Regions from separate parts of the Sus scrofa genome. Here region 2 is linked to region 1. A link is a contact called in public Hi-C data. All regions are on one chromosome and are shown on one strand. The core of a region is the stretch at or near the end of the contact, and the rest is flanking DNA. Distances in the headings are between cores, read along the strand shown.

What was found. Hi-C and Micro-C count contacts between places; a contact is called where the count stands out from the background.
Region 2: a contact with region 1 is called in a Hi-C map of skeletal muscle, with 4 times the contacts expected there. The contact joins the promoter of CEP295 here to the enhancer-like site in region 1. A contact is called at or near these places in 1 of 5 promoter capture datasets (liver), 6 of 47 Hi-C or Micro-C datasets (alveolar macrophages, embryonic fibroblasts, heart right ventricle and 3 more) and 1 of 2 datasets of contacts at active chromatin or transcription factors (skeletal muscle).

What each region holds. Positions count from the first base shown.
Region 1 is chr9:25,968,597-25,973,293 of Sscrofa11.1, forward strand. It overlaps LOC106504851. Among named protein-coding and RNA genes, the nearest start is that of CEP295, 130 kb to the right of the region's middle. Within about 2 kb of position 2,790, at least 33 of the 83 cell types and tissues checked have an H3K27ac peak or open chromatin away from gene starts, as enhancers often do. A contact at or near this core is called in liver, retroperitoneal adipose tissue and skeletal muscle, where this site is marked.
Region 2 is chr9:26,101,013-26,105,869 of Sscrofa11.1, forward strand. It overlaps CEP295 (centrosomal protein of 295 kDa), which reads left to right and starts at 2,255. Exons shown (of 31, transcript XM_021062639.1): 1 at 2,255-2,395. The coding sequence starts at 2,260. It overlaps LOC102157509 (a long non-coding RNA gene), which reads right to left and starts at 2,112. Exons shown (of 4, transcript XR_002335587.1): 1 at 1,769-2,112.

The sequences.
Region 1 (4,697 bases), core at 1,540-4,039:
CAGAGCGCCCCAACACACAGCACTACGTAGACAAAGGGACACTCTATTCCACCAACGAAGTGATGCTGGAAGAAGCTGATGGCCAAAAACCAAAGGAAACAAGCCAAAGCAGACCACCCCTCTTCACATCCAAATCTACCCTCTTCTGGTCTTCCCGGGGCAGCCCCTTCCTAGAAATTTACTCCAGAGCTCCGCTCCCTGACAGCATGACACGGACTCCTTGCTACAATCACGGGATGCAAGGAGAAGAAGCCTTTTTATCACCCACATAGAAATATGGAAATTGAGGCCAAAGCATGTCCACCACATGGTAAAAGCAGGACGACAGCACAAACCTTCTAACTCCAAGCTCAATGCCCCTTCTCCAAGATCACCCCACACGGTGCACCCAGACTCAGCGAAGCCAGCTATCTGAGCTCTAGGCCACCGCTCTTTCCATTGCCACCCCCACCCTCGCCACCCCACCGAGCACCTTCCCCACACCGCCCCCCCATGGCCCTCTCCCCCCCCAACAGCCCTCCCCCCCACAGAGCCCTGGCCCACATTCTTCTCCCCCACACGCTCCCACCTGCTAAACAAAGACAAACAAGAGCAGAGAAATTATCAACCCAGTATCCATCAGCAGGCGGCACTTATGTCATCCACTTGTCACCACTCATGCCCCAAGCCAAGAAGACCACCCTGTAAATACACAAAACCCAACCCTAGAACTTTCAAAGGAGAGACACACTCTAGACCCACACTGGCTTTCTGCAATCGAGTGAGCACGAGGCAGGGTAAGTAGTCAGGGACTCCAACAGCCACAAACCAGAGAGCCCGGCTCTCAGCATCAGCACCCTGGGTCCACATCCTGTCTCTGGAAGTCCCTGCTTTCTGTGACCTTAAGCAACATTGTTTCTCTAAGTCTCAGCTTCCTCATTCATAAAATAAGAGGTTCAAAAAAAGGATCTCCCAGTGACCGTACTTCACGCCACAGCACCTTAAAATGGCTAAAAAGCTAAGTTTTATGTTATGTATATTTCATCAGAATAAAACAAAATACATTAGCATTTGCATTTTTTTGAAAAAAGAATCTCACAGGCTTATAGTGAGGATTGTATAAGGCTGTACTGGCAAGTTCTTATAGTGTGCAGTACACATGAATCTTAATAAATAGCTATTTATTATTTATAGTAATTTTAACAGCTTTTATTATCTAGACAATGCATGCTCAACATATAAAATGACAAAAACTTGAAAGATAAAAAAAAAAATCTTCTGTAATACCAAAATCAAGAGACAATTGCTGAAATAAGATTCTTCACAGTGTTTCTTTAATGCACAGACATTTCTTACATTTGGACTGCAATATACAGACAACCCTGTCATCATGATCCATTCTTTTCTGCCTTACTACTAATTGCAAAAACAACTGTCACGACAACATCCAGAAATAAAGGGACTTTGTTCAGGGCAAGGATCAGAAGTTGCATGAAACTTGAAACAGGAACAAGGAGCTCACGCTGAACAACTGGGCACGCCTGCCCCGGAGTCAGGGTGGGGGTGGGTCACGCAAACCCCCGCCACCTGTCCCTCCTTCCCCATCAATGTTCACTGGTTTTTTGGGGGGTGGGCGGTGAGGGACAAGCCAAGCAGGACAAGGGCTGCGGAGGGGCTCATGGGAGCTCAGCCCGTGCCAGGCTCCCCGGGACACAGAGCTCACATTCCATTGCCCTCAGGGAGCTCCCCGGGTGAGGCGGGAGTGGGTGCAGGCAAATCTCCCCCAGGCCCCAAGCAGGGGCTGCGGGGGCGCAAGCGAGGAGACACGCATGACTCTGCATCCCACCCCAGTTAGGGATGAGACAGCCGAGGCCAGGGAGGCAGGTGACTGCTGCAAGGCCACCGAGATGAGGCCAGTCCCAACATGGGGCAGAAGACGGAGCTTCCCAGGTCCTGAGCTGCGGCAAAGATGCCGCCTGTGGGGGCCCCAATTTATAAAAGGACAAATCTGTCCGGCCCACATCTAGTCGGGCATGCCCATCCCCAGGTCCTTATCTACCCAGTGCGTGGGACACATCAGCAGAGACAAAGGCCACCAGGCACAGGACAAGGAGGTGGTTTTGTGGGACACCTGGTGCCATGCCCACTCCCACCCTCGGGCAGGGTCTCTCTGCTCTAGTGTGGAAACTCCCTCAGACTCCAAAGACTCCTGGGGACGCGAAGTCAGAGCTTGGTCCAGAGTGCAAGCTCCTGGTGGTGGCGGCAGTGTCTGGAAAAGAAGGAAGCTCTACCGCTGGGCGGGGAGGTGCCCCCAGCCTGGCTCAGGCAGGACCTGTGATCTGGCTGGGACCGGCTCAGGACTTTTGGTCTGGATGGATGCGCGTTTCGTTTGGGAGGTGGTAGTGGTGGGGTGGCGGGTGAGGGGTGCCCACGGGCAGCTCCTGCAACCCAGGGAGGAGCAGCTGCTCCTGGCGCTGGGGATCCTATTTCCATCTCCGCTGGCACCGAATTATCTTCCCCAGCGGCGCTCCCCAGAGGGCAGCAGTGCCCTCGGTCCCCACCTCCCTGCACCCACACTCCTGGCACCCCCCTCGCGGGGGGAGGCCGGGAAGAGGGCCCACTTCTCCAGAGCCCTAAGCACAAACGTGCCAGGCCCTTTCCTTTGGCGGCCCAGGGAGGAAATTAAATGTCAGCCAGATAAGGAGATTTCCTTCAGCTCTGACGCCGAGGAATCCGAAGTTATGATTCCCCCAGGACCTCACAAGCCTCAGCCCTGGGGCCAGGCACACCCGGGGCAAGCCAGGCCTGGAGCACGGCTCTCCGGACCCGCTCGGATCCGGATGGCAAACATGAACAACAGTGTAAAACTGCAGGCTGGTGACAAAATGGGCAGCAGAGAGGGCCTGGGCAGAGTGCCAGGACCCCAGGAGACCCCCGGTCTCTCCACAGGGGCTTTTCGCATCCCATCCCGCCCTGCCTGGATTTTCAAGGCTGAGTGAGGCTGCCGCCCAAGGCAGCTGACTCGACACTTTTCACGGCACAGGGACTTGATCTACAGAAGGATGTGGGGAGCTGAGCACGCTGAGCTGGCCCTGACCTCAGCATTTTCTAAATCCGCCGGGGTGAGGAGCACCGTGTCCACCAGGCGGGCCCAGGCCAGTGGGGAGGAGGCAGCGCCCGGCACGGCTGCCACGTGTGCTGGGCTTCCCGGCAGCCGGCCGGCCCCAGCCTTATCTACTTTCTCTTCTTCCTGCTTGTGGTTTAAGTGTGGGGGAGCAGGTAGGTGAAAAAGCATCTAGCAGGAGAGGGAACAGACAGGAAAGGGCAGTGGACCAAGGGTCAGCAGAACACTGATTATTTCAAAAAGAAACTGCAGAGAAACAACGGCTGCAAAACACGCAGGTGTACAGACACAAGGCTGCAATGGCCCCTGAACTTGGAAAAATCCTTGACCAGCTAGTCCGCACACAACCCTGCTCCCAGCATGCTCACACACACAACAGCAGCTCCCATCCTGCTAGGGTAAAAGGCCAAAGCCCAGCGAGGACCACCTGATCCTTGATACACACCCACACCCACACATACACCCACACGTGACTTCCACCCCGATGTCCCCAAGCCAGCCTGGCAGGCACACACGTCCACCTCAAGGCCTCCGTGTCTGCTGGTCCCTCTGCCTGGAATGCACCCCCTTCCAGCCCTCTGCTCCTCCTTCCCCACCCCTCCAACACCACCTGCCCAGCAAGGCCTGCCCAGCCCACCTTTCCACACCTCACCACCTCCCCGCGCCCCGGGCACTCCCCAGGCTTTTCAGCACTCATCACTCCCTCACATACTGTCCTGGGGTGAACGGTGTCCCCCTGAGGTCCATGTCCACCGGGAACCTCAGAACGTGACCTCATTTGAAAACAGGGTCCCCGCAGATGTTAAGACAGGATGAGGACCTCTGGAGGAGGGTGGGCCCTCATAAGGAAGCAGAGGACACAGACCCAGGGAGGAGGCCATGTGATGACAGAGGCGGAGAGCAGAGCTGTGCAACCATGAGCTCGGGGCACCGAGGCCACCAGCACGACCAGAAGCTGGAGGAGAGTTGGGAACAGGGTCTCCCTCAGAACACCAGGCCTGCAGGGGAAGACGTCCCTGTTGTTCAAGCCAACCAGGCTGCGGGCCCTTGTTTCACCGCCCCAGGAAATTAGGACGCGTACTGTGAACTGTAACCAGCTATTGTCTGCGGCCCCACATGCGAAAATCAGCCCCAAGAGAACAGGGTTTCGATGTCTTTTGTTCGGGATGAAATGCCCAACAAACAGAATACTGGCCGGCTGAATAAATCTATTTGTTGCATAGATTCTGAGTGAATGAAGATAAGCCTAGAAGGGAGGCAGGGGTGCTGTACCCATCCCATTGAGGGCAAAACTGAGCTCTGCTAAGAGACAGAAGAGCCAGGACCAGAACCAGGACCCTGTTTGTTCACTAGATAAGTAATCCTAAGCTCTTCTGGGGGCTGAGAGAACACGAGAATACGTGGAGCACCCACTAAGCACACGTGTGGGCAGCAGGCAGGCAGGGCAGGCTCCAGGCGGGCCTCTCCTCAGCAGGGCTGTGACCCTGACCCAGGCAGCTCACCCCTGGGGCCTGGGGTCCTCATTTGCAAATCAAGGGTGGATCAGAAGTCAGTGGCGTCTACCTGCTCAACTCTCTCAAAGGGGCAAGCAAGG
Region 2 (4,857 bases), core at 1,005-3,504, 130 kb after region 1:
ATATGCTGCAGGTGTGGCCCTAAAAAAAAAATTTCTACCCCAAATGCAGGTTGGGGAAGTGATGCATGTATAACCCATTCGTTTATTCACTTATTCAACAAACATTTAAGAAGCTCTACGTGGCAGGCAACTGAACAAATTGCACTCTCAGTTCTTGAGGAATTCAGAGTCTAATCAAAGAGAACCCATAAAGAGATCATTTCAATAAGAACGGGTCTGTGCCACGATGGGGAAGGTGCAGGGTGCTTTTGGGAAACATGGTGGGCAGCAAACCTAGCCCAAGGCATCACATAATGGACATATCTTTTGCTGGATGTGTGAGATGTTGAGAAAGTTAAAGACTGTTTAGAACACACTCAATTATTCATTAAGATAAATGTGACAGGAAACAGGGAAGGAAGCAAGGAGGAAGAACCCCAGGATTTTTGAAAAATACATGAATTCTAGTCATGGTTCCACCCTTCCCTTAGATGTGCTCTTGGTCCAGTTACTGTAACTCAGCTTCCTTGTCTATAAAACTAAGGTGGGTCAAACTGTTTCTTCTGTGTTTCCTCTTCTCAATTCCTTTAAGTTTTGGTGTTCCTCAGTTTAGTCCTTATCACCCTTCCCACTCTGCAAATTCTCCCTAAGTGATCTCACCCACTTCTACAGCTTTGCTTATTACATAATACAGAAATGAAACCCAAGTCTATCTGCTAGCCCAGTTTGTGGGCTGTCTACCTCTGTATTCCTCTGCTTCTCTCACCTCAATGGATGTTTCACAGGCACATGAAGCCGAACATTTCCAGAGGTGAGCTCATCGCCTTGCCCACTAAACAGACTCCCATTTCTGATTTCTCCCTTGGTGATTTCTCCCATTAACGGTGCTCCTCAAGCCAGTGGCTGTGAGGTTAACTGTATTCTCCCTTTTCCTTCAACCTCAAATGCAATTGTTTTGTCAACTACTTCTAATTCTGCCTTCTAAATATTTCTGAAATTCATCCCTTGGCCAAGGTATCCCAGAAATAGCTCAAATTACAAACATTCAAAGTTTAACTCACTATTTTCCCCACCCTAACCTGATCCTTTCTGTGTGTTCTAGGAGAATGTTATGCTCATCCATTCAGTTGCCAAATAAGGAACTCAGGAATCACCATTCATTTCTCCCTCTTTTCCGCCTTCCACAACCAGGTAACCACTAACTCTTGATGCTTGGCCTCCTGTTTGCCCTTTTTTTTTTTTTTTTTTTCTTTTTTTTAAGGACCACACCCACAGCCCATGGAGGTTCCCAGGCTAGGGCTCCAATCAAGAGCGGTAGCCACGGGCCGACACCACAGCCATGCCAGATCTGAGCCGTATCTGCGACCTCCACAGCTTATGGCAATGCGGGATTCTTAACCCACTGAGCAAGACCAGGGATGGAACTTGGGATACTAATCAGATTCGTTTCCACTGAGCCATGACGGGAACTCCCTGCCTCTTAAACGGACCCATATCTCTCTATTTTTATTGTGATCATCTTTCACGTTCTGTAGGAGTATCCTAATTGGCTTCTCTACCTTCAATTTCAGTCTTAACTTTCTCTGCCCTCTTCTCCACATGAAGCTGTATCAGCTCATACCAGCGACTTCCTCTGCCTCTCTCTCCATTTTCTAATCCTTTGATTCCTGATATGTTTCACCACCCTGGACAATAAAATCTGGGATAGGTGCCATAATCCATTTACCCTTGTCTCCCCTGCACCAAGCACACTGTATCTGGCACAACATGATAGGTGCTCAATACGAACCTGCGCTCTTCCCCTTTCTGATTAAGAGGTTATTTACAGCAGATAAATCCTTGACACGTTCTAGGTATGTCGGACCTCTAGAAGCAACATGATAAAGAGTTCACTTGTACCAGTTGAAAGTTATCACAAAAATAACTGGAGCGTGAAAAATAATACCACACGAACTGTGTAGGTAACATACAAAAGGATGCATATTCAAAGGCATCTTCAGGTTGGCGCTTAAAACTAAAGTCACCCTCGTGGTTCTGGGGAAATACCTTCCCCTTTCTGGACCTCTGTCTCGCTACCTGTAAAACTGAGCCTGCAGACAGAGGTGAACTAACCTTCCGAGCCGCGGTATGAGAAATAATGGGGCCTACGTCAGAACGGCAAGTGCGCGTGCGCATGCGCCGGGGAGCAGGCTTTACTGCGCGGCTGTCCCGGCGGCCCCCGGGAGAGGCGGGACCAGGAGGATTCCCGCCGTTCGGCCGCGCCATTGGCGGGCGGTTTGAATGACGGAAGTGACGGAAGCTCGGCGATGGCAGCCCCGCAGGCGCACAAACGGCTGTGGGGAGGCTGATGTGTGCTGGCCTCGGGGGCCTTCTCTGCCTGAGCCGCGGTTCCAGCGTCCCGGCTCGCGTTTCCCAGGTGAGTGACGGACGCGCCGTTTCCCTGCGGCTCCGGGCGTGCACGGCTCCCCAAGGCCCTGGAGCAGGGAGTGTGCTTTGGAGGAAGAGGGTGCCGCGCACGCAGCACGGCCCGCGGCTCTCCGGCCTCGGCGGGCCGCGGGCCGCTGGGTTGGGATCGGTCAGGCGGCGGCGAGGAGCGCCAGGTCAGGTGGCACGCGCGTCCCTACCCAGGCCCGTCTGCTTCGTACGAGAGGTCGCTCTGGGGCCTTTTGCGCGTCCTCCCGGGGTCGGGTCTCTCGGGGTCCCTGAGCTTCCAAGTCGGGATGGCTTGGATGGCCTTCGCGATCGCTACTGCAGATACTTCTGGGTGCGTCCTGCTCACCTGCCCCCAGGTCACCCCGCGGACGTGGTCCCGATCCTGGTAGCGGTCCAAGAGCACTGCCCCAAATCGCCTCGTGCGGAGAGCATGCTCTTTCTCGGTGTCGCTCACACTTAATTTCTCAGATATGAAGTCCTGTCATAAACTTGAGGTTTTAAAACAACGGAGAATACTCGGATCTTTAATATTTAGAAAGTGTTTGGCAGTTTATGTTTATTAGGTCACATAACCATCAGAACAACCTGTTGGAGAAGATATGATTCTCGTATAGCTTAAACAAACAAGACCAAAGTGACTTAGGTGTCTTCCTGCTGTAAGCGGTAGTGTTGAGTCCTGAACCCAAATCTTCCAATTTTCGTATTTATGACTACGAAATGCCAGCTGCCATTTAATCCTTAGGACAAAATCTTACGAGATAAGTACTATCACGTCCATTATTGATCAGTAACAATACATATAATTTGAAAATCCATATTGATATAAATAAATATAACAAAGTGAGGGAATGGGGGAAACTCTTCCTTACAGCAGGATTCCAATTGATAAGTGTAGAAGGAACAATGGACCTAGAAAATACCTTTTGACAAATGCCACGGGAATTGTTTCAGACATAGGACATTAAACTTAAAGTATGATGAGGAACATGATATTTATATAGCCACAGCTATCTCTTCACTAGACGCTCAGAAAGGAAAAGTCGTATTTACAGTGGAGAAACCTGGTAGATATCACCTTAATCAAGTGACCAAAATTCACATGATGTTAACATCATTTAGCATCTGTGCCATGCACTGAGAAGGGTTGTCTCATCACTTGTGTGGTGTTCTTGCCAAAAAGGCATAACCTCATTCTAACCACAAGAAATGATTAAACAAATCCAAATTGAGGGTCATTCTGCAAAATAACTGGCTGAAAGGCTCTTACAGTGTCAAGACCTTGGGAGGAAAAAAAAGGACTGTGGAACTGTCTCAGATTAGAGTTGTCGAAGGAGACAAAACATCCTCAGCAGCCTTTAGGATGTAATTCACAGACTCTCAGCCCCTGTATTCTAAAATTCATTTGCATAGATGCTTTCCATGGGCACTCCTAGTTGATAACTGAGCACGACATGAGCAGTAAGGTAGGTTTGTTCCTGCCTTGAGACACAAGGAATTTTGGCATAAGGACTCCCCAGAAGTCTTGTTGAAGCTTCTAAGCAGTTTACAAGGCATCCACCCAACTTACCCTCCCTGCTTCCCTCAGTGTCAGATGGGCACAGAAGGAAGTCTAAAATGCTCCCAGCTTTACCAGCTCTGTCCCCATTTTCCCTCAAATAGGCATTTGCCCTAATAAAATCTTTTTGGGTTTAATCTCATCTTGGCATCAGTTCTTAGAGGACCTCAAGTAACACAGCAATCAAAGGAAATGTGTTGCTCTTTGCTTGGGTCTTAGTCCAGAAAATGGGCTTTTGTGGGTTATTTGATGAAAGGTCTGTAGGTTAATTAAAATTATTGTGCTAATGTTAATTTCCTGGTTTTTGGTCATTTACAGTAGATGACATTTAGAGAAGTTGGGGATTCTAAGTCAGATTATTTCCAAATAAGTTTAGAAATTGAGAAAATTATATACAAGGGAAAACAGTTATATTGTCACATTTTAGGAGGTAAAAATAACAAATGTACATGTTTTCCTATAATTTGTAGCAAATAAGATGATGGATACTGAAAACAGTGAAAAGTTAGTTTTTTTCTTTTTTACTGAGGTATAAGTTAGAATTAAATACACAAGGGGTGGGGGGAGGCAACCATGTGTGTAGGTAGGAGTTATGTGAGCATTCCCTGCATTTTCTGCTCAGTTTTGCTGTGAATCTAAAACTGCTCTGAAAAAATAAAGTCTTTTTAAAAAGTTTTAAAAAAAGAATTAAATACACCTGTCACATGTGTGTAAAACCATCACACAGATTAACGTATAGAGCATTTCCAGCACCCCTTCAATCTTCATGTGTGCTCCTACTCAGTAATCTCCAGAAAATTGACTTTCGTTTTAACTTACCTCATCAGGGATTGGTCTTGCTTGTTTTTGAGTTTCATGTAAATAGTATTTTATAGTATGTCTCTTTTATG